Linked DNA regions of Mus musculus: regions 2, 3, 4, 5 and 6 are each linked to region 1. The links are chromatin contacts, called in public HiChIP or PLAC-seq and promoter capture Hi-C maps. All regions are on one chromosome and are shown on one strand. The core of a region is the stretch at or near the end of the contact, and the rest is flanking DNA. Distances in the headings are between cores, read along the strand shown.

What was found. Promoter capture Hi-C pulls out the DNA fragments that hold promoters and counts their contacts. HiChIP or PLAC-seq counts read pairs in DNA pulled down with a chosen protein or histone mark.
Region 2: an H3K27ac HiChIP or PLAC-seq map of bone marrow-derived dendritic cells shows a contact between it and region 1, with 5 times the contacts expected there. The contact joins the promoter of Slc6a6 here to the promoter of Mcm2 in region 1. A contact is called at or near these places in 1 of 39 promoter capture datasets (pre-B cells), 1 of 484 Hi-C or Micro-C datasets (CD4 T cells) and 1 of 115 datasets of contacts at active chromatin or transcription factors (bone marrow-derived dendritic cells).
Region 3: a promoter capture Hi-C map of pre-B cells shows a contact between it and region 1, with 2.7 times the contacts expected there. The contact joins the promoter of Snrpg here to the promoter of Mcm2 in region 1. A contact is called at or near these places in 3 of 39 promoter capture datasets (liver, neutrophils and pre-B cells), 2 of 484 Hi-C or Micro-C datasets (B cells and muscle stem cells) and 2 of 9 other capture datasets (adipose tissue and liver).
Region 4: a promoter capture Hi-C map of liver shows a contact between it and region 1, with 3 times the contacts expected there. The contact joins the promoter of Tia1 here to the promoter of Mcm2 in region 1. A contact is called at or near these places in 3 of 39 promoter capture datasets (cranial neural crest and liver) and 1 of 115 datasets of contacts at active chromatin or transcription factors (thymic regulatory T cells).
Region 5: a promoter capture Hi-C map of pre-B cells shows a contact between it and region 1, with 2.8 times the contacts expected there. The contact joins the promoter of Gmcl1 here to the promoter of Mcm2 in region 1. A contact is called at or near these places in 2 of 39 promoter capture datasets (erythroid cells and pre-B cells) and 1 of 9 other capture datasets (liver).
Region 6: a contact with region 1 is called in a promoter capture Hi-C map of hippocampal neurons, with 8 times the contacts expected there. The contact joins the enhancer-like site here to the promoter of Mcm2 in region 1. A contact is called at or near these places in 5 of 39 promoter capture datasets (hippocampal neurons, liver, maxillary cranial neural crest and 2 more), 1 of 484 Hi-C or Micro-C datasets (B cells), 1 of 115 datasets of contacts at active chromatin or transcription factors (embryonic stem cells) and 1 of 9 other capture datasets (embryonic stem cells).

What each region holds. Positions count from the first base shown.
Region 1 is chr6:88,897,143-88,900,323 of GRCm38.p6, reverse strand. It overlaps Mcm2 (minichromosome maintenance complex component 2), which reads left to right and starts at 1,544. Exons shown (of 16, transcript NM_008564.2): 1 at 1,544-1,679; 2 at 2,808-3,037. The coding sequence starts at 1,674.
Region 2 is chr6:91,682,461-91,685,641 of GRCm38.p6, reverse strand. It overlaps Slc6a6 (solute carrier family 6 (neurotransmitter transporter, taurine), member 6), which reads right to left and starts at 1,575. Exons shown (of 15, transcript NM_009320.4): 1 at 1,334-1,575.
Region 3 is chr6:86,369,901-86,373,081 of GRCm38.p6, reverse strand. It overlaps Snrpg (small nuclear ribonucleoprotein polypeptide G), which reads right to left and starts at 1,542. Exons shown (of 4, transcript NM_026506.2): 1 at 1,468-1,542. The coding sequence starts at 1,499. It overlaps Fam136a (family with sequence similarity 136, member A), which reads right to left. Exons shown (of 3, transcript NM_025591.3): 3 at 3,024-3,181.
Region 4 is chr6:86,402,496-86,405,676 of GRCm38.p6, reverse strand. Tia1 (cytotoxic granule-associated RNA binding protein 1) reads right to left here and starts at 1,458. Exons shown (of 13, transcript NM_011585.4): 1 at 1,155-1,458. The coding sequence starts at 1,180. It overlaps n-TGccc4 (a tRNA gene), which reads right to left and starts at 1,784; the gene lies at 1,714-1,784.
Region 5 is chr6:86,731,926-86,735,106 of GRCm38.p6, reverse strand. Gmcl1 (germ cell-less, spermatogenesis associated 1) reads left to right here and starts at 1,729. Exons shown (of 14, transcript NM_011818.3): 1 at 1,729-2,196. The coding sequence starts at 1,943.
Region 6 is chr6:90,982,738-90,985,918 of GRCm38.p6, reverse strand. It overlaps a transcript of Iqsec1 not described here. Among named protein-coding and RNA genes, the nearest start is that of Gm38860, 26 kb to the left of the region's middle. Within about 2 kb of position 1,603, at least 27 of the 459 cell types and tissues checked have an H3K27ac peak or open chromatin away from gene starts, as enhancers often do. A contact at or near this core is called in hippocampal neurons, where this site is marked.

The DNA of each region.
Region 1 (3,181 bases), core at 295-2,794:
TACAAACCACACCTCTTTCTATCCCATTACAGTAAAGGGATTACCCACCTGCAGGGTCCTTCCAGGCCTGTGGTGACTCTACCCCTCTCCGTTGTCACCAGGTCTAGCAAGGCCCAGGCTACTTGGACTCTTCACAGAATGTGGCTCTGGTTTATCTTGTCCATGACACCCTGCTAGTAAGGATGGGTAAGCATGGAATGGCAGACCAGTAATGAGAGATTCTATAAAGGAGGAAGATAAGTTGTTTTTTGTTTTTTTTTTTTTTAAGAATTGGGTGCTTGTCATATCATTGGAACTTGTAGGGGCCTAGGGGCTTATGGTGGACACAGTCAGCTTTTCAAAGAACATATCCTATTATGGTGGCATAATATGCTTTCTATTTTTTATTTATTTATTTTTGAGTCTCTGGCATATAGATGCAGTACCTTCCTGCATCGATAGCAGCTCTGGGTACCACAGTGGCATCCAGCAGACAAGAGGGTGTGGATTCCTGTCTCAGAGGTCATACTAGCCCATCTCCCTAAGATACCCTTTAGCACCTTGGGGTATCTCTTGTACTATAAAGCCTGCAGATCCCCCTTTCTGAGCGTCCTTCCTGATTTCCTCTCTGCCCTACACTAGGTTCTGTGTGGGATTATTGATGCTGTGCATACAGCAGAAGTCACATCCTGCCCAGTAGCTGAGAACCAGATGCCTAAGACTGTAGGAACAGTAGCAGGCCTCTCACTGGAAGCACTCAGCCTGTCTCTGCCCACCTCGTCAGGTGGTAGCTACTGATTCATCCTACACCTCGATTTAACAGATCCCTCAGGTGACCTCATGTCAGGACAGAGCTCCAACTCCTAGACAGACTGCTAATCTGCAGTCTGAACTCTCCCACCTTTCCTGGGCATTACAAGCTTTGAACCAAGGGAGTGGTAATCCCTATATACTCCCAGCCTTCGCTGTACTGCATCACGCACCAGGCCCTTTTCACCTGGAACATCCTCCCCATACCTTTGCCAACTGCAGCCAAGTACAATTGATTCCCACTTTGATAAAAGCCCACAGCAGCCTGGGTGCTTGAAGGATTGAACCTCAGTGCTTTGGGAGAGGTTGATGCCAAATCAGGAAGAAATCAGAAAACAAGCTGGGCAGTGGTGGCCCACGCCCTTAATCCCAGCACTTGGGAGGCTGAGGCAGGCAGATTTCTGAGTTCGAGGCCAGCCTGGTCTACAGAGTGAGTTCCAGGACAGCTAGGGCTACACAGAGAAACCCCAGCCTCGAAAAACCAAAAAAAAAAAAAAAAAAGAAATCAGGAAACAGTCTCAGTTGCAACAAGTGGCCATACCGACACTTAGATACCTAGGTCACACTCTAGAAGGCCGGATTGGTCCTCAGAGCCACTAGTGACCCAAAGTCCCGCTTCCTTGCCTTAGCGTGGTAAACGCTGAAGGGTTAAGCCTAGGTGTGCAGGAGGCGAGGGCTCAGCCTTTTGAAAGCTGTGGGCGGGGAGCGGGGCGGGGCTTTCTGGTGTGGGCGTGCCCAAACATTCTAGCCCTCCTTCCGCTCTAGATTGACGAGGACGTAGTGACGTCTGAGTCCTCCCGGCGCTTCCCGGGCATGGGCGGGTCACGTGGTCTAGTTTTCGCGCGAAAACCGGTGGCAGCTGGTGCGGTGGAGCTAGCGCAGACATGGCGGTGAGGAATGGGCTGATCCCGGGCGGGCGGTATTCAGCGATCTCGGCTAGCTTGGCCGGTATCTTCCTCTAGTGGCAGGCTTGAGTGCGGGGCTACCTGCACCAGTCTGGGACGGGTCGTCTCTGCTCTCCTCATGTGTCTCTAGGCCCCGGGTTTACACGCACTTATGGTGGTGAGGCTGCAGGAAATGGAACCCAGAGCCCCGCGCATGTAGGGAAAGCCGGCTACCACGTAGCTGCGTGCATCCCTTCTCTCTTGAGAGTCTCATAGCTGGGCCGGGGAGGCGTATGCCTTTAATCCCAGCACTAGGGGGTTACAGGCAAGCGGGTCTTTGAGTTTTACAGAGTGAGTTCCAGGGCAGCCAAACTGCACAGAGAAACCCTTCCTCAAAAAGAAAGAAAGTAGAAAGGGTCCCACTAAGTAACCCAGGCTGGGGTTGAACTCGCTCTGTAGTGCGGGTTAGCCTTGAACTTGGCGATCATCAGGCTTCAGCCTCTAGGTATTTTGGATTTCATGCCTGTGACATCAGGCCCGGCTTTCCTACTCTGTTTTGTTTTTTTTTTTTTTTTTTTTTTTGGTTTTTTGGTTTTTTGGTTTTTTGGTTTTTTTTTTTTTTTTGGTTTTTTCGAGACAGGGTTTCTCTGTATAGCCCTGGCTATCCTGGAACTCACTTTGTAGACCAGGCTGGCCTCGAACTCGGAAATCTACCTGCCTCTGCCTCCCAAGTGCTGGGATTAAAGGCGTGCACCACCACTGCCTGGCTCGGCTTCCCTACTCTTACTGTTAGCGTTTTCATTAAAGGTTAAAGATCTGTTCTTTCCACCATTCACTTCTAGAATAGTGTTCCTTGATGCCTCTTTTATCTTCACCTCTTGTTTCAGCACCCAGCATATTGTGGGGTTTGGGCTAAGTGGGGTGTGAAAATAGATTATAAACAGGTTTTTAAAAAAAACTACATAGCCCCCGAGGTTTTTCATAAGACAGACATGGACAGATCTGAGGGACTAATATGTCCCTGAGAACAATGCCTAGTGTACAGGAGACAGACTGTGGGAAGGCCCCATGGTAACCAGGAGGCTGTCAGCCTGTGTCCCTCCAGTGTCTGATGGCAGACTTTTTCTCCTACAGGAGTCTTCTGAGTCTCTCTCAGCATCTAGCCCTGCCCGTCAGCGGCGCCGGATCAGTGATCCCCTCACCTCCAGCCCAGGCCGCAGCTCCAGACGTGCTGACGCCCTGACCTCCAGCCCTGGCAGAGACCTCCCCCCATTTGAAGATGAGTCTGAGGGGCTGCTGGGCACAGAGGGGCCCATGGAGGAAGAAGAGGATGGAGAGGAACTCATTGGTGATGGCATGGAGAGGTAGGCTGTGGTTAGGTGGCTTAGCAGAAGGACCCCCCCCCCCCCCCCCCCCCGTGTCTGGTGGCCTGGCCTTGGGGACCCATGAGTGTATGAGCCAACCTGGTGACTTTGCCTTTGTATATGGCTTGGTTGGGATGTGGAGGT
Region 2 (3,181 bases), core at 326-2,825, 2.8 Mb before region 1:
CTAAGCACTCACCAGCTCTCTCATAAAAATAAACTCCTTCTGGCTTAGAGACTCTGAGTGAGATCCCCTCCCTACCAGCAACAAAAAAAAAATTTTTTTTTTCTTTTAATTTAAAAAAGATCTCTATGACATTTATTTGAAAGCTAGCTGTGCCAAATCGGAGGCCAATTTACTGACATCCAATTGGAGCCACGTGCTACCAATCCGCAGTCCGAGGACCCTCCGGGTCAAGCGCCTGGCCAGTCTTTGAGATGATTTATTTCCCCAGGCAGGAAATGGGGGCCCAGGCTGTCTCCCAAGCCTTTGGGGCTGGTCCTAGGGAAGGCAGGGATCTGGCAGAGGCCAGGCAGTGACCAAAATAGCCAGGTCGGTGGCCCTGCTGAGCACACGCCTCCCTTGCCGCCAGGCTACAGCCTAGGTTGAGGCTTTGGGACTGTAGGATCTGTTCCTGAGACTGGTTCCTTGTGTGGCTTCCCCAGTGGGAGCAGACCAGAACCTCCCACCCAAAAGAGGAACCCATAAAGTGAAGGGGAGCAGTCTAGAGGAAGATGTGTTCAGCTGGTGCTACCCATTGCCCCTGGCTGTCGTTTCGGGCCTCAGCCCTGCTACTCAAGCCTGGGAGCGACTGTCACACCTGCGTGCCACACCCAGGCAGCACCTGGAGCCATACCGCCCTTTTACCTCTCCTAAATACTACGAAGAACCAAAGATGTCCATTGGGCCCACTGGGCACAAGGGATGGCCTCTCGGGTACAGCTAGAAGACACTAGACTTGCCCCCAACCACAGATCCAGGGATCCAGGCACATTCGGGCACACACACGTGCACACGGCCAGGGTTCCGGAGACACAGCCACACGTACAGGTTCACATAGGCAAGATGTGTGTGTGTGTGTGTGTGTGTGTGTGTGTGTGTGTATCAGAAGACAGAGCCACACGGCCACACTACACTCAGGTAAGGCAGCCCCGGACATAGCCCTGGTCATATCACACACCCCGGGGCGCACATGTACACGGCTGCCTAGGGTGGAGAAACAGCCACTCTCAGAAACAGAGACATCCAGGGACAAGGAGGCACCCCGTGGGACACACACACACACACACACACACACACACACACACACACACCTGCCGCCGCACCAGCAGCCCCAGCCCCTTCGCCAGGGAAACAATAACTCCCTCTCCAGCAGAGCTGAACAGGAGACCCTCAGTCCCTCCCTCAGGGGTGAAGGGGATGAAAGAGCGCGGGGAGGCCAGACCCGCAGGGACCCGGTGAGGTGGCGGAGCGCGGCCCGGGGAGGGGGCTGCAGTCGCGGCCCACACGCCCTGGGTACCTGGGTGGCTAAGCCCACAGCGGATGGCCCGGGGCTGGCGAGGCTGGCGGGACTGGCGGCGATCGCGGCGTTGGCGGCTGGGCACGGGAGCTCGGCAGCAACCAGGTCCCGGAGCACGACGCTGGCGGCGGCGCGGAGGAAGCGGTAATTTATAAGCGGCTTCTCCCTGACCTCGCGTGTCTGTTGTCTGAACAGGCAGCTCTCCGCATCACCCATCCTGCTGGGTGGAAAAATACCAGCTTGGCCGGGCCTGGGCGGGGCCTAGGGAGGGGCCTGGTCTGTCGGCCACGCCCACACACGGGGCGCGCGCGCGCGCGCGCACACACACACACACACACACACACACACACACACACGCACGCACGCGCGCACGAGCTCGGACACACAAAGAGCCGGAGCTCGCCTCGTCGAGCGCGCGCACCCATCCTCATGCTCCATCCAAACGCTGGTGGCTAATGGCACTGCTCAGGCCTCTCATGCAGGCGATGAGGAGTTAGAGACCCAGACCCCTGGCTCATCTCCTGTCCTGATATTACCACACCACAACGCTCTCTAACACACCCACCTAGGTCTGTGGACGAGGCCTGTGGCTGCCGCAGCAGCTAGATCCCTACCAGAATCTGCTCCTCCCCCATTGCCCCGAGTCCTCTCAGGGCCAGTGTGCAGCTCTGCAAGCCTGGCTGAGCTGCCGTGGAAGTGATAATGGAGGCCAAGTCCCCCACCCCCACCCCCACCCCCACCCCTGGCCCACATGAGGCTGTGTTTTCGAAGCGCCCCGACTTCGTCGTGGCTGTGTGACATCAGGCAAGTTCCCCAGACCTTCTGTGTCTTAGTTTCCTCATCTGTAAAACGGAAATAAAAATAGTGGAACTCATCACTTCTGGCTGCTGGGAGGGTCCAAGGTTAACAGTGTAAAGAGTCTGAACAGGACACCAGGCACCTAGGAAGTGCCAAACGAGTGTCAGCAAATGTGACTATTTTTAAATGGAGATGGGGAGTGTGCCATTATTCTTGTCCTTATTTGAATGAGCATGTCCTCCATCTGATTGTACACACCCACAGCCTGGCTGAGCCTGAGGTGGCGCTGTGTGACCTTCAGTAAGGCCTTCCCCCTCTCTGCTTGCCCACTTCCTTTTCTTTCTTCTCCACTCTCTCTGCACATAAGTGTCAATTATGTAGCATGGCTATCCTGTCTCTTAAACTGGGAATGGTAGCCCCAGACCTGACCAGCCTGAATCCATTGTCCTAGGCTGGCATAAGACACCAAGAAGCAAAATAAGGTGGTGGTGTGACTCAAGCCTTTAATCCCAGCGCTGGGAGGCAGAGACAGGCAGATCTCTGAGTTCAAGGCCAATCTGGTTTACAGAGTGAGTTCCACTAAGGCTGCACAGAGAAAACCCGTCTTAAAAAAAAAAAATCCAGACTCACATTTCATTACCCACAGCACAAAGGGCTGAGACCAGGGGGTAGGTCAGAGAGTAGGAAAGTGGCTGTTTTGAACCCAGAGCAGACTTCAGGAAGCCCAGAGCCTTTGGGCAGACAGAAGGGTGGGGGTGGGGAACAGAGGAAGCAAGGGCTGTAAGGCTGCAAAAGCCTGCAGGCATGGTGTCACAGGACTCTACAAAGAGTCAGGGCAGGGGAGGCCACAGAGGCCTGGCAGGCCCAGGGATTCAATTCGGAAAGCCTGGGCAGGCCTGAGCCTAAGAATGATCGACACAGTATCACACAAGGGATGACTGGGAAGAATGGGAGGAGGTGGCTCAGGCCTTCATCAGTCTCCCCTTCTGTAATGTCAACTCGGTGAGATCTGGTCCTCGAACTCCCATCAAGTACACAAAGCATCACAGG
Region 3 (3,181 bases), core at 293-2,792, 2.5 Mb after region 1:
CACTAGTTCCAGTCTCTGAAAGGCCCAAGTATATCTGTTAAGAATCAGAGGACACTGAAGATTACAGGTAGGGAACAGTGCTTTTGTTCAAAACCAATGCCATTTTGCCAATTCCTGCTAAATCCAGACCTCATTTATTAGCTCATCATCAAAACAAACAGTGCAGAATAACTTCTTTTTAAAATGTCAGACTTATGGCTTAATACATCTTTATTATGTTGTGTTCTGCCTATAGGCCTGCAAGCCAGAATAGGGTACCAGATCCTATTACAGATGGTTGTGAGTCACCATGTGGTTGCTGGGAATTGAACTCAGGACCTCTAGGAAGAGAAGTCAGTGCTCTCAACCTCTGAGCCAACTCTCTAGGCCCGGTTTAACAGATTCAGATTCAAACAAAACTGCAGGGGTTTCACACAGAGGGCTTTGATTAAAATGTGCACTCAAATACAAAAATCAGCAAATGTTGTTATCTTTCCCCTGCATTGGGGTCTTGACAGAACTTTACAGTAGCAAACAGGCTATACACAAGACAGATTATTTTCTGGCTACACCAGAAAAGACCCAGTATTAATCTTGTATTGAGCAACCCAATGACTATGTGCATATGCGACAGGTTCAGGCCAGTCAGAAGTGTCTGAGACCAAAGGGTCTGTCTGATTTTACTGGGTACAGAATAAAATTCTTCAGAAATTAGCTCTTTACAAGTAGAAAATGGATGTCCTTCCATGGATTTATTGCCAGAGCAAGATATTACACAACGTTTAAATGTAACTTGAATACAAGGACAGTGTATCAGAAACCTAGTTCTTGGGGCTGCAGATGGCCCAGCGCTTATTGCTTGTCCAGAGGACACGAGTCCAGCTATTATTAACCACGCCAGAGGGCTCACAACCTCCTACAAGTTCTGTTTCTGCAGATCCAATGCCCGCTTTGGCCTCCGCAGGAGCTGCACCCACGTGCACAAACATATAACTAAACATGTCTCTGAGCACCAAAAAGGGGAAAAAAAAACCCCAAAACTAAACCTAGCTCTCTTGATGAACGCAAATGAACGCGCACATTTATTGAAACACAAAACGCTACCTCACCTTAAACTTTTTGAGACACAGTGTCTTTTTTTTTTTTAAGCCTAGGCTGGTCTGGAACTCGCGGTAATTCTCCTGCCTAAGCTTCCTGAATATTGGCCCCATAGATCACAGCCAATCACGTCCGACTCCAATCGATCATTTTAAGCCCACGAGTCTCCGGTTCCTCACAACCATGCACCTCGACCGCTGCCCTGGTCCCCAACCAGGTTGCCTTTGGCTGCCCGCCTAGGAGAGCCCCAGCTTTGGGAAGACAGAGGCACCGGCACTGCAGTAACCATGCCGACCGGACCTTAGCGCCACTTCCGGCTCCCGCGACCGTCGGGACCAGCGGCGGCAGCCCGAGCGAGACAGAAGTCTCGATAGGGCCGACTCTACTCACTTCTTCAGCTCGGGAGGGTGGGCTTTGCTCATGGCGACTCCTCTGCGGGCTCGGCACAACGGCGAAGGAGTGAGCAGGCTCAGAAACGCGCGCAAGGCAGGCTTGGCGCTGGTGTCTGACGTCACCGCCGCGCGAGCCAATCGCCTTCGGAGAACATTACCTTTCATCTCGCGATATTGATGGGGATGTCTGAACCTGCGGACCAGAGCCACGCTTCCGGTTGCGTCGCCAGTGACAGGCCACGACGGAGAGGCTGTGTTCGGCTAAGCTTCCTTTGTGTAAAATTGAAGTGGCAGGTCACTTTAAAAACAGACCCCTTCATTTATATTTTATGTATGAGTGCTCTACATGTACACCTGCGCGCCAGGGGAGGACCTCAGATCCTACTATAGATGCTTGTGAGCCACCATGTGGGTGCTGGAATTGAACTCCAGAGCTCTGGGAGAACAGCCAGTGGTTTTAACTGCTGAAGCGTCTCTCCAGCCTGTGTGTCACTTCTTTTCTTTCCTTTTCCCACTTACTACACTTTTTTTCTCTTTACATTTTTGTCATTTCCCCTGCCCCTTCCTCATTGTTTTTGACGTAATTCATGCTGGCTTCGAGTTCACTGTGTAGTCAACGCTGGCTTTGAACTGTTGCTTCCCGTGCTAGAATCAACGGCATCTGCACCACGCTGCCCTTAATTTCCTAAGCACATCCAGGCGAAGCCGAGGGCTCCTGAAGCACAGAATAGCTTGTCCGCATCAGTAGCAGGAAGGTGGCTAGGCGGATTCTCTTGAGGACGTGAATCCAGTGTCTGGGGTATTTCTGATTCATCAATTCTGCAATTCTAACGCTGCCTTCAGAACCCACTTAGCACACTACAGTCCATACATAAAAGCTGAGGAGTACCACACAAGTCCTGAGGTATTGAGCTTGCCCCTGCCTCCTGAGGGCTGGGAATAAAGGTGTGCACTCTCCCAGGGTGGTGGCACTGCCCTCAGTGCACTGGGCTCTCTCATGGTAGTCATTAATGACCCACAGACATGTCCAGAGACCTGTTAGATGGAAGCAGCTCTTCAATTGAGGTTCTCCTCATGATTAGTTTGTCATCAACAAAAAAATAGCACAAGAATGCTTAGCTATACACTCTCCCCACCACTTGCTGTGCTAGTTGAAACTAGAAAACGAACATGAATAATGATAGTCTTTAGCAAAGACTGACCTCAAAGCAGGAGGGAAATCCTCAGCTTGCCTTACAGTACTGAAATTACAGTATGCACCTTTTACAATTTAGTTATAATATGTAAGTACACTGTAGCTGTCTTCAGACACTCCAGAAGAGGGCGCCAGATCTCATTAGGATGGTTGTGAGCCACCATGTGGTTGCTGGGATTTGAACTCAGGACCTTCGGAAGAGTTTTCTTAACTGCTGAGCCATCTTTTCAGCCCCCCCCCCCATGTACCTTTAATCCTAAGTTATCTTTTCAACATTAACAGCTTTCAAGTTATGATGCTCTCTGCCTTCCTCTTGGTGTTTCCCATTTACTGATATATCACTACCCATAAGAAAAAGGTGGAGACAATGAAACTTTATTTAAAAACCAAACCACTTGGAAAATATATTGCAGGCTTGACACAGCAAAAAGACAGATGTATCACTGTTTCAAGTAATTAATTGGTATAAATACAACATAGTACTTATCCAAAAGATAAGGTGCTATGTTGGGCCAGC
Region 4 (3,181 bases), core at 209-2,708, 2.5 Mb after region 1:
AAACAAAACAAACAAAAGAAAAAAGAAATTGAAAATGGGCGAGGGGAAAAAGAATAACGTATCTGTACTTCAGAACAATTTTAATAACTAGAAAATGTCAAAAAGAACCCTAAATGTACATAGCTCTAAAAGTACCAGGATTCTAGAAATAAAAAGCTATGGCAGGAACTAGGTGCAGAGTTAAGGCCCGTAACATGATACATGTTCATCCTACTTCATTTATATGAACTATATGCACGATACATCAAGTTGCAATCTTCAAATATACCGGGAGAAAAAAACAACAACCAAAACCCACAATTTCTTGAGCTTTTCTTTTTTGCCCTGTGAAACCCAACAAAGGCACAACCGCCTCAACCCGTGCGTTGAAAAACAAAGAATGCAAGGGGAAGTTACATGACAAAGACAATATCCTAGACTCGAGTTACAAAATATTCACTAAAGATGCTTACACCTGACTGACCACAGTTACTCCATTAATAAAAATGTCAACCACTAGTCGCAAATGGTGGTAAATATGTTTTAATGAAACCCACTTTCCCTCGGTAGATGCATCCCTCCGAGTGAGATTTCCATTTTTTAAGAACGGTTTCAACATCCTTGGGTGTCCAGTTAGGTTTTTTGGTCGAGGGTCAGGGGAGTACTACAGAGGGAAAGCCGAAGACCTTCGAGAAAGATGTCTGGCTTTTTTTTTTTTTTTCTTTCCAGTTCTCAACTGCAAGTATAAAGTTTTTAACCTCAGCCTTCAAGAATTAAAAATGAAAAAAATCCTACCAAAAGAAAAGAGAAAGGACGTTCCAGATGGAAATCTGGAAAAGATTCATCGAAAAGAGGGGGCGGGGAAAAAAAGGACGCAAGCATGGGACTCCAGGAGGACGTGCCGAGTCCTGAGGAGAGCTTTGAATGAAAAGTCCTTCCTCCAGGTCTGGGGGCCGCGGGTGCAGCCAGCCGAGGGGTGACAGGGGCCGAGCCCCTCTCCCGCCATCGTCCTCTCGGCCCGGCTCGGCTCTAAGCATCCTGGCGTGCGCACGGGAGGGAGGAACCACCACAGCGCGGCGTCCACGGAGAACAATAGGCTGCAGAGAGGCGCAGGGCCGCGGCCTCCCTACGGGGCGACCACCATCCCGCCTCCCTCAACGCTGCTCCAGACTCACAGAGTCTTGGGCATCTCGTCCTCCATGGCTGCTGCGGTCGCGGCGGCACCTCAGGGTCCAGCTCCCTGCCCTTCGCTACCTCCCAAATCCTTGAGGCGGGCTATGGCTGCGGAAGAGCCGGCCTCCTCGCTTGACCGGAGGCTACTTCGCTTTCTTCTTTGGCAGCGATTACACAAAAAAAGGCCCGGCCTACCGCGAACAATGAAACCCCGATCCAAGATGGCGGCGAGCCGGACGCCTAGGAGCCGGCAGCCGAGTGACCCGTGCCGCGCATGCGCACAGCCAGCTAGCATGCTCACCCTCCTGGCAGCCGGGTTTAGGCTTCAAGGACGGGGTTCACTTGGTGCGCAGCCGCGCTGCCACCAGGCAAGGGATGGCTCAGAGTGCGCAGACGCAATGCCAGTAGTTTAGGATTTCTGTAGTTTCAGAGCGGAGTGTTTCATTTGTGAATTATATAGTGAAATTAAAAATCCTTGGGGAGGTTAAAGAAATAAAATAGCAGGTGTTTTTCTAGCAGGAAAATTTTCTTTTTGCACACTATTTAAAGAGAGAAAAGACATGCGCCGCCCGGGAATCGAACCCGGGTCGCAAGAATGGGAATCTTGCATGATACCACTACACCAGCGGCGCTGTTGAGGATTTGGGCGTCCGAAAACTCATAGGAGATACGTTAGTATCTCTGCCTATTGGATTCTTGATTTATGTAAATGAAAATTAGAACGAATTGATACTTGCACTTTTTCCGTTGCTTTATGAAACGATTCATTCTTTCTCATACCAATGCTGTTGAGTGGCTGTTTGAGAAAAATCTCGACTTTCATTTTTGCTTATTATTTAGAAGTAAGAGTTGTGGTAAGAAAATAAGGTCTACTTGACAATAAGCAATACTTTGCGAGCAGGAATCATATTTATGTCTGGATTTCTTTTGTATACCCAATGTAATCGAAAAGCTGGTAATAACAGAGTTACTGTTGCAAATTGGTGAGAAGAATCTCAACAGTCAGCCCTTGCTTAGGGTTCAGAGTTATGGCTCTGGAATGTGGTTCCGGTACTTTTTTTTATCCTTTCTTATTACACTATACATATTATGTAAAGCATTTATTAAAGACGTGAAAGTTTTTGTATCCAATGTCGTTCTTTTACATCAGTGGTCCTCAAGATTCCTAATGTTGCGACCTTTTAATACAGTTCCTGGCATTGTAGTGACCCCAACCATAACAGTACTTTTGTTGCTACTTCATAACTGTAATTTTGTTACTGATATGAATTGTAATGTAAATACTTTCAGCGATAGAGGGGTGGTAAAGGGGTCGCGACCCACAGGTTGAGAACCAATTGCGTACTCTGCCATATTTGGGATTCCCTCTCTCTTTCCTTCTTCCTCCCTCCTTTCCTTCCTTCTTTTCTTTCAACTTTTCTGTTTTTCAAGACAGGGGGTCTCTGTGCAGAACTGGCTGTCCTGGAATTAGCTCTGTAGACTAAACTAGCTTCAAACTCAAAAGATCCTCTTGCCTCTGCCTCCCTAATGCTGGGATTAAAAGCATGAGCCACCACCACCCCACATTTGGGAGTTCTACTTCTATAATTATCTCTAGAGTACGTCATATTTTCAGATTATATAGAGTCTATATTATAGACAGAAAACAAATATTGTCCACACTTCAGAACGCAGAAGTAGGTAGGAAGTTCAGGAGTTCAAAGCCAACCAATGCTATTTAGAAGCAAGCGCCTCTCTTCAAACAAACAAACAAAGAAACAAACAATAATTTTAAAGAAGAGTATGGCAAATATTTAAGTGTTTAAAGTATTTTGAACACTCTGGGGGTGGGTGGAAATCTATTTAAAATGGCTTTTAGTTTATCAGCATAGGTGTTCAACAATAACAAGCTTTACCCATTTCCAGCCCAGTGATCGTTCTGACTCTATGGTTTTGCTTTCTGAGTATTTCATACAAACAGAATCATACACTGTGTGTCTTCTTGAAACATACCTCTTCTCTTTTTGGTGACAGGGTTTCCAAAAAGTAG
Region 5 (3,181 bases), core at 480-2,979, 2.2 Mb after region 1:
TAGACAAGACCAATATGGATGTTTTACCCTCTAGGAATTTAGTGACACATGAAGCCACCATGTTACAGTCTAGCTTGTGCATACGCCAAGGCCTCTTTGTTTTTGTTTTTTGTTTTGGTTTTTCAAGACAGGGTTTCTCTGTATAGCCCTGACTGTCCTGGAACTCACTCTGTAGACCAGGCTGGCCTCGAACTCAAAAATCCGCCTGCCTCTGCCTCCCGAGTGCTGGGACAATGTTTTAAGATGACCTCACGTATGTTTCATATTATGTACATTCCTGCGTGTCCCCTGCAGCCACCGTAGTTCTCTTCCTCCCACTTCTCCTTCAACCAGCCTCAGCTACACACCCTCAGAATTTCTCAAACATGAGAAATTCCTCAGTGGCTCACAAAGGACATATACTGCTATAACGGAGTGCAAATGGTGAATTGATGCAGTCAGTTCCGGGGGGGGGGGGGCGAAAAACTGGCAAGAACTCGTAAAGTTGAAAATTTCCCAAGAGCCCGTTTCTGGGATCTGCCTGATGAAGCTTTTGCGAGTGGTGTTCCTGAAAGAGCATCTACGTAGAAATAACTGAAACCCCTTGGCAAGGGAGTAGGCAAATGATGTGTCTAACAATGAGCAGTGACAATAACTAGAGATTCCATTCAAAGTATAGTTTTAGGAGAGGAGAAATCATAGGTTTGGGATGGTCCAATTCCATTTAAATTACATGTCTGAATGTGCAGCAGAAGAGTGGTTATACGTGTAAAGACATGCATAGAAATGGCACAGAGAGGGAGAGGCTGGAAACTGAGAATTAGTACACAAGGGGTTTCTCATTCCCCACTATATATCAATAAAGCTAAAGGGGAGTGAATCAAAGTAAGTGTGATAGAATTCCAAGCCAGTAGTAGGTCCACAGGTACTTGTATTGCTCTGTTTGAAACATTCTATTATAAACATTTTACTTTGAAAGGTATAAAAGGCAGGTATGGTAGCTCAGTGCCTCAACTCCTAGCACTTAGAGGCTGAGATAGGCGGACTTCTGAGAGTTCCAGGGAAGCCTTGGGCTTCAGAGTGACACTTTTCCTTGAAGAAAATTTAAAAAAAAAAAAAAATCGAGGGCCAGGGATGTAGCTTAGTTGGTAGAATGTTTGCTTAGCATTCAAGAAGCCCTGCATCTGATACTCAGCATTTCAGGTCCACGAAGGTGATGTGACACATACATGGCTGTAATCCCAGCTTTCAGGGGGTAGAAACAGGAGATCAAGAGTTCAAGAGCATCCTATACAGTGAGTCGAAGTATGTAGTACGAGACACTGACACAATAAAATAATAATTAAATCAAAACAAGGCAGCAGAAGGAAGGCAAGACCTGGAGGCTAGCTGAGGCTCCAGACTGAACCCGGTCAACACAGCTGGGTGACGGTCATCTATCTAACCGGGCCAGTCGGGTCCTAGAGCCCTGGAAGCAAAGGCCATGTTGGCAAGTCCGTCCTCTTATTAACCGTACAGGGCTGGATGAGACCCCGGAATCGAGGAAGCTTACGGGAAGAACCAGCGACAGAGATCCCGAGATCTGTTAGGCATAAGCACACAGTGCCCACGCCCCTCCGTTGAAGCCGGAACCGCGGAAGTCAGACACGCACCGGGGCTGAGCGCCGCAGGGACGGGCCAGCAGCCTGCGCATGCGCAACCTGCAGCGCAGGCTCCGTCCTCCCGCCCCGCCTTTTCCGGAGGCTCGCCTTGCGCCTGCGCCCTGCGGCGCGCGCTTTGTTGGGAGAAGGAGGGGGCGAGGTCTAGCGAAGCCGGTCCGCTGAGGCGCTACGGGCGGGGCTGAGGATGGAGGTGACTGCGTTCGCGGCGACGGTTGGGGCTGCGCGCGAGGCGGCAGCGGAGTAGGCGGTGGAGATACGGGCATGGCGGGGCGGCCCCTCGGTGCTCCCTAGGCGCCGGAGCCATGGGCGCTCTCAGCAGCCGGGTGCTGCGGCCCGCAGGGCGCACAGAGCAGCCCGAACCCACGCCCGGGGCTGGGGGCGCGGCCCGCAGGTCGGACGCCGGCGAAGATGCGGGCCACAGCTTCTGTTACTGTCCGGGCGGCCGCAAGCGCAAGCGCAGCAGCGGCACATTCTGCTACTGTCACCCCGACTCCGAGACAGACGACGACGAGGACGAGGGCGACGAGCAGCAGAGGCTGCTGAACACGCCGCGCAGGTACGGAACGCCCCGCACCTTGGGGGGCCTGACCCCGGTGTCCTTGACAGGAGAGCGCGGGAGGGTCGGTGCGGGAGGTGAGTGCCCGCGGAGCAGATGGGAGCTGGGCGTTTGCAGACAGACCTAGGTCAGTGCGGGAGCGGGCGCGTGCCGGGCAGACCTGGGGTCAGTGCGGGAGCTGGGCATTAGCAGACAGACCTGGGTCAGTGTAGGGTCTGGGAGTTTGCAGATAGACCTGGGTTAATACGGGAGCTCGCGCGTGTTGGGTGGACCTGGGATCAGTGCGGGAGCTAGAAAGCTTAGGGTTCTGCACATTAAACAGAAGCTTCCTGAGTGTCAGAGCCTCAACCTGAGCCTAAAAGGACTAGCCAGAGCTTCCGCGTCCCTTCCGTAGCAGGCGTTTGCTTTTTGAATAGGATAGCCACGGGAAATTTTACTGTGCATCACTAGCCATAAATCAGTAAAGAGAGGAGCATAGTAGTCCCTGAGATGGACATCTCTCTGTGTTGTCACTAGAGGGACCAGTGATGGAGATTCGCCCAGTTAAGAACAAAGTCTGCTTGTTGAGGTGGGCTGCACTCTGTGTAGGTTGCATAAGATTTTTTTGAGGGAAGAGTTGAAAAAAAAAAATCATTGCTTGTGAAATAGATGTGGCGTATACCAGAATATACTGTGCAGTAAGGATTTTTTTTTTCTCTTTTTAAGGTCACTGTTAGACTCACACAGATGTAATTTTTTAATGAAATTTTTAAAAAGGATCTGCTTATGGACATTGCATTTTTGTTGACAAAAAAAGTGTAGGTGAGCCGGGCGTGGTGGCGCATGCCTTTAATCCCAGCACTCCGGAGGCAGAGGCAGGCGGATTTCAGAGTTTGAGGCCAGTCTGGTCTACAGAGTGAGTTCCAGGACAGTCAGGGCTACACAGAGAAACCCTGTCTAGGAAAACCAAAAAAAAAAAAAAAAAAAAAAAAAAAAAAAAAAGTGT
Region 6 (3,181 bases), core at 354-2,853, 2.1 Mb before region 1:
GGACAGGTCACAGGACCTTTCCTCATCCCAGCTTTCCTTTAAATGCACACAAAGCAGGAATCAGCCTAGCTGTCTCCCATTCTTTTTCCCTAAGGTAACACACACACACACACACACACACACACACACACACACACACACACACAGAGGTGGTGGTGGTGGGACGCAATAGGCACCTGGTAGGTAATTCATGCAGGCTAGATTCTTCCCATGTCTGTCAGTTTCTCAATTCTTTAGATCAGCTGAGCCAAAGCAGGAGGTGGAAACTTAAAGGCTAGGTGCAAGAGATGTGCAGTGGGGGATATGGAGCTGTGGCAAAGGGTTGCTGGAGCTAACAGCTGTTATTAAGCTGAGTTTCCAGAGGTGACAGAGCAGAATAGGGCCACAGTTTGGGGGGAAATGGAGCTAGGGGATTGGCCTCTACTTTCTACCTTTGGGCAGAGGATAACAACATTCTCAGGCCTCCCTATTTGCATATAGTGGCCCTGAGAAGAGCCGGTCTGACAAGCATGCTGGTTGAGCAAGACCTGACTGACCTTTTACTAAGTAGCTGGTAGCCACTGCAGCCTGAGTTAGGAGCTCCCTTCTCACTATATAGATGAGCTTCAGGGGTCCATTGCTTTCCCTGAGACAAGAGTGAGCTTGATAATTACCTCACTAGGCACAGATGCCTAGACATGCTAGAAGCTTTCAATCCCAGAAACTTTAAGCTCTTCCTCAGAGGGCTTTCTTGAATGTCTTGACCTCTAGTACCAAGAGTCATTATTTATTCCCAGCACTGGGGGAGAAGATTAAAACAGGGAAGAAATCCATTCATTCATGGTGCCTTTGCTATCTGGGAGTTATTTGCTTCTGTTGTTATTGACGTTGATTTTCCCCTGACATCAGCACTCATTTATGCAGTGTGCAGTCAGCTACATTCTAATGATCCATTTCTAGAACCACATTTCCCTCACTAGAGCTTGGGTACCTAGTGGGTGCTCAGAGTATATAGCCTGAATGGGTAAGCCAGGGAAGACAAGAAGTATTGGAATCATCAAACCGCAGGTGCGAATGAATGTATTGAACCAAGTTTAAGAGAACATGGCAATATCCCCTAAGGGTTTGCTGTGTGCTCATACCTTATGTGTCATCACTCCTATCAGGCAAAGACAGGCTCCCATTATACAGATGTGAAACCTAGGCTTAGAGGGATCACATGCCTTGTTTAAGCTCTGTCTGGTCGTCAGCCAGTGTTGGATCTCACGCTGTTTGGCTCCTGATCTTGCTCACCTCCTGCCTGACTTTCACACTGTGGAATGATCAGACCACTTCTCAGGATTCTTTTTGGCTCCTGGCCAGTGCTTGAAGGTGCACAGCATGTTTGGATCCCTTCTGCCCCATTGAATCTTGTCACCAATGCAGTGCTTTTGGTGGTGATTGTGTAAAGGGGAAAAGGTAGAAGAAGGTGACCCCCTTTTAGCCTTTGATCTCCTGAAGTTTCTTGGCAGAAGTAAACATCAGCCTCAAGTGGCTGGGGAGAGGCCCAGTGGAACAGCCTCTTCCGCCTTCTCATCTGCTCCAGCCCTCAAGGGCTGTCACATCACACATCACTCTGAGAGGACGTTTTTTCTGAAGCTCTGAGTTGGTGACTCACTCTGGGGGAGGTTTTCAGTGGCATTCAGTGTCTGTTGACTTACCAAACAAAGTGCTTTTCTGGGTTTGTGGTGACATTAACCATGATGGTGGTGCTTCATTTCAGGGGCATGCTCAAGGGTGGCCGTAGAAGAGGGGGTGGCAAGAGGAAACTGGACTGTCCTAATTGGCAGCAGGCAGATAACACAGAAAGCACTATGATGGTCCTGGCAAGGAGCCTTTGAGTTGTGTTCTTCAAAGTGGTTAGAAAGTACCAAAACTGGGGTGTAGGGGCTAGGAAGCAGAGTGCTCTTATGCGCAGATTCCTTTCTCCCTAGGAGCAAAGACTAGGGGTCTGGAAGAGGATAGGAAGGCCTTTTTTCTCCTCACCTGTAACTGTGGCTGAGAAACTGGTGGCAGGAGACCCTGTGGTTATATTTCCACTAAATAATATTCTCCTTCTCCCAGCTGAGATAAAGGCTGGATCCAGTGCTGAGAAGATGTCCCTTTGTCAGGAACAAGCTGCACCACACTTTGGGACACTTGTCCTAGTTGGACAAAATGTATTAAACTGTAAGGGATCAGGGTGAGCCATTCTTATTTTTCCAGCAGATGGTAGAGTCCACAGAAAGATGAGGGAGTGTTTTTCTGAAGCTCTCTCCCAGCCGTCTGACAAGCTAAGCAAATTATTATTTTACAACCCAGAAAGTAAATCAGGGAATGCTTCTTTATCTAGCTGGCGCTGAGAGAAATAGTGAGTGGTGCAGTGTGTGAATTGCAGTTGAGAGCTGCTGGTGCTTTTGACGTGAGTGTTCACACCAGATACAGGCCACTGTGCCTGCAGAAACCTCAGACCTCAGGGCTTCGCTATGGGGAGGGAGGTGTGGTGAGCGCTTGGCCACAGGAGGCAGGCATTTGGGAACATCCATATGTTGTGTCATCAGGATGACTATCTGTCAGTTATTTTGTCTATAACATTGCTTTGACAGCTGATTGGATTGTTTGTGCTACTTTATTTTTTTATAGAAGAGCAACACTTGGCTTAACTTGGGAAGTACACAGTTCTGTGCTTGTCTGGGTGTCAACAGGAATAATTACCACTGAGCCAGCAGAGAAACAAACATAGACAAACTGGGAATTTGTCAAAAACTGGAATCAAAGAAGGTGAAACTGACCTATCTGAAAGGGAGTACGAGCTACTGATGTAGTTATGAGACCATCTGAGTTCAGTGGATCTCCTGCTTGCAGACGTTCACCCAGCATAGACACATGCTAGTCTGCAGACCAGATCTCCCCAACTATAGGCTAAGTGTGGCCAAGTGATATGGTTGGAATTCTTGTGTACCAAGTCTATGGAGCTGATAACTCAGAGTTATGCAGAATTCACTGGTCAGTAAGTATTGTGCATGGAAAGGGCTCTGTTTCCATCAATAAAGCATAGCAGCTTTGATGTTGCAATGCCCCTGTCACCCTAACTTCCCTAGGCTTCTTCTGGAGGACCTTTAAGGCTTTCTCATGAGTGGGCAGTTAGTCCTCATCTAGCAGTGGGTTGGAAGACCTAGCCCCT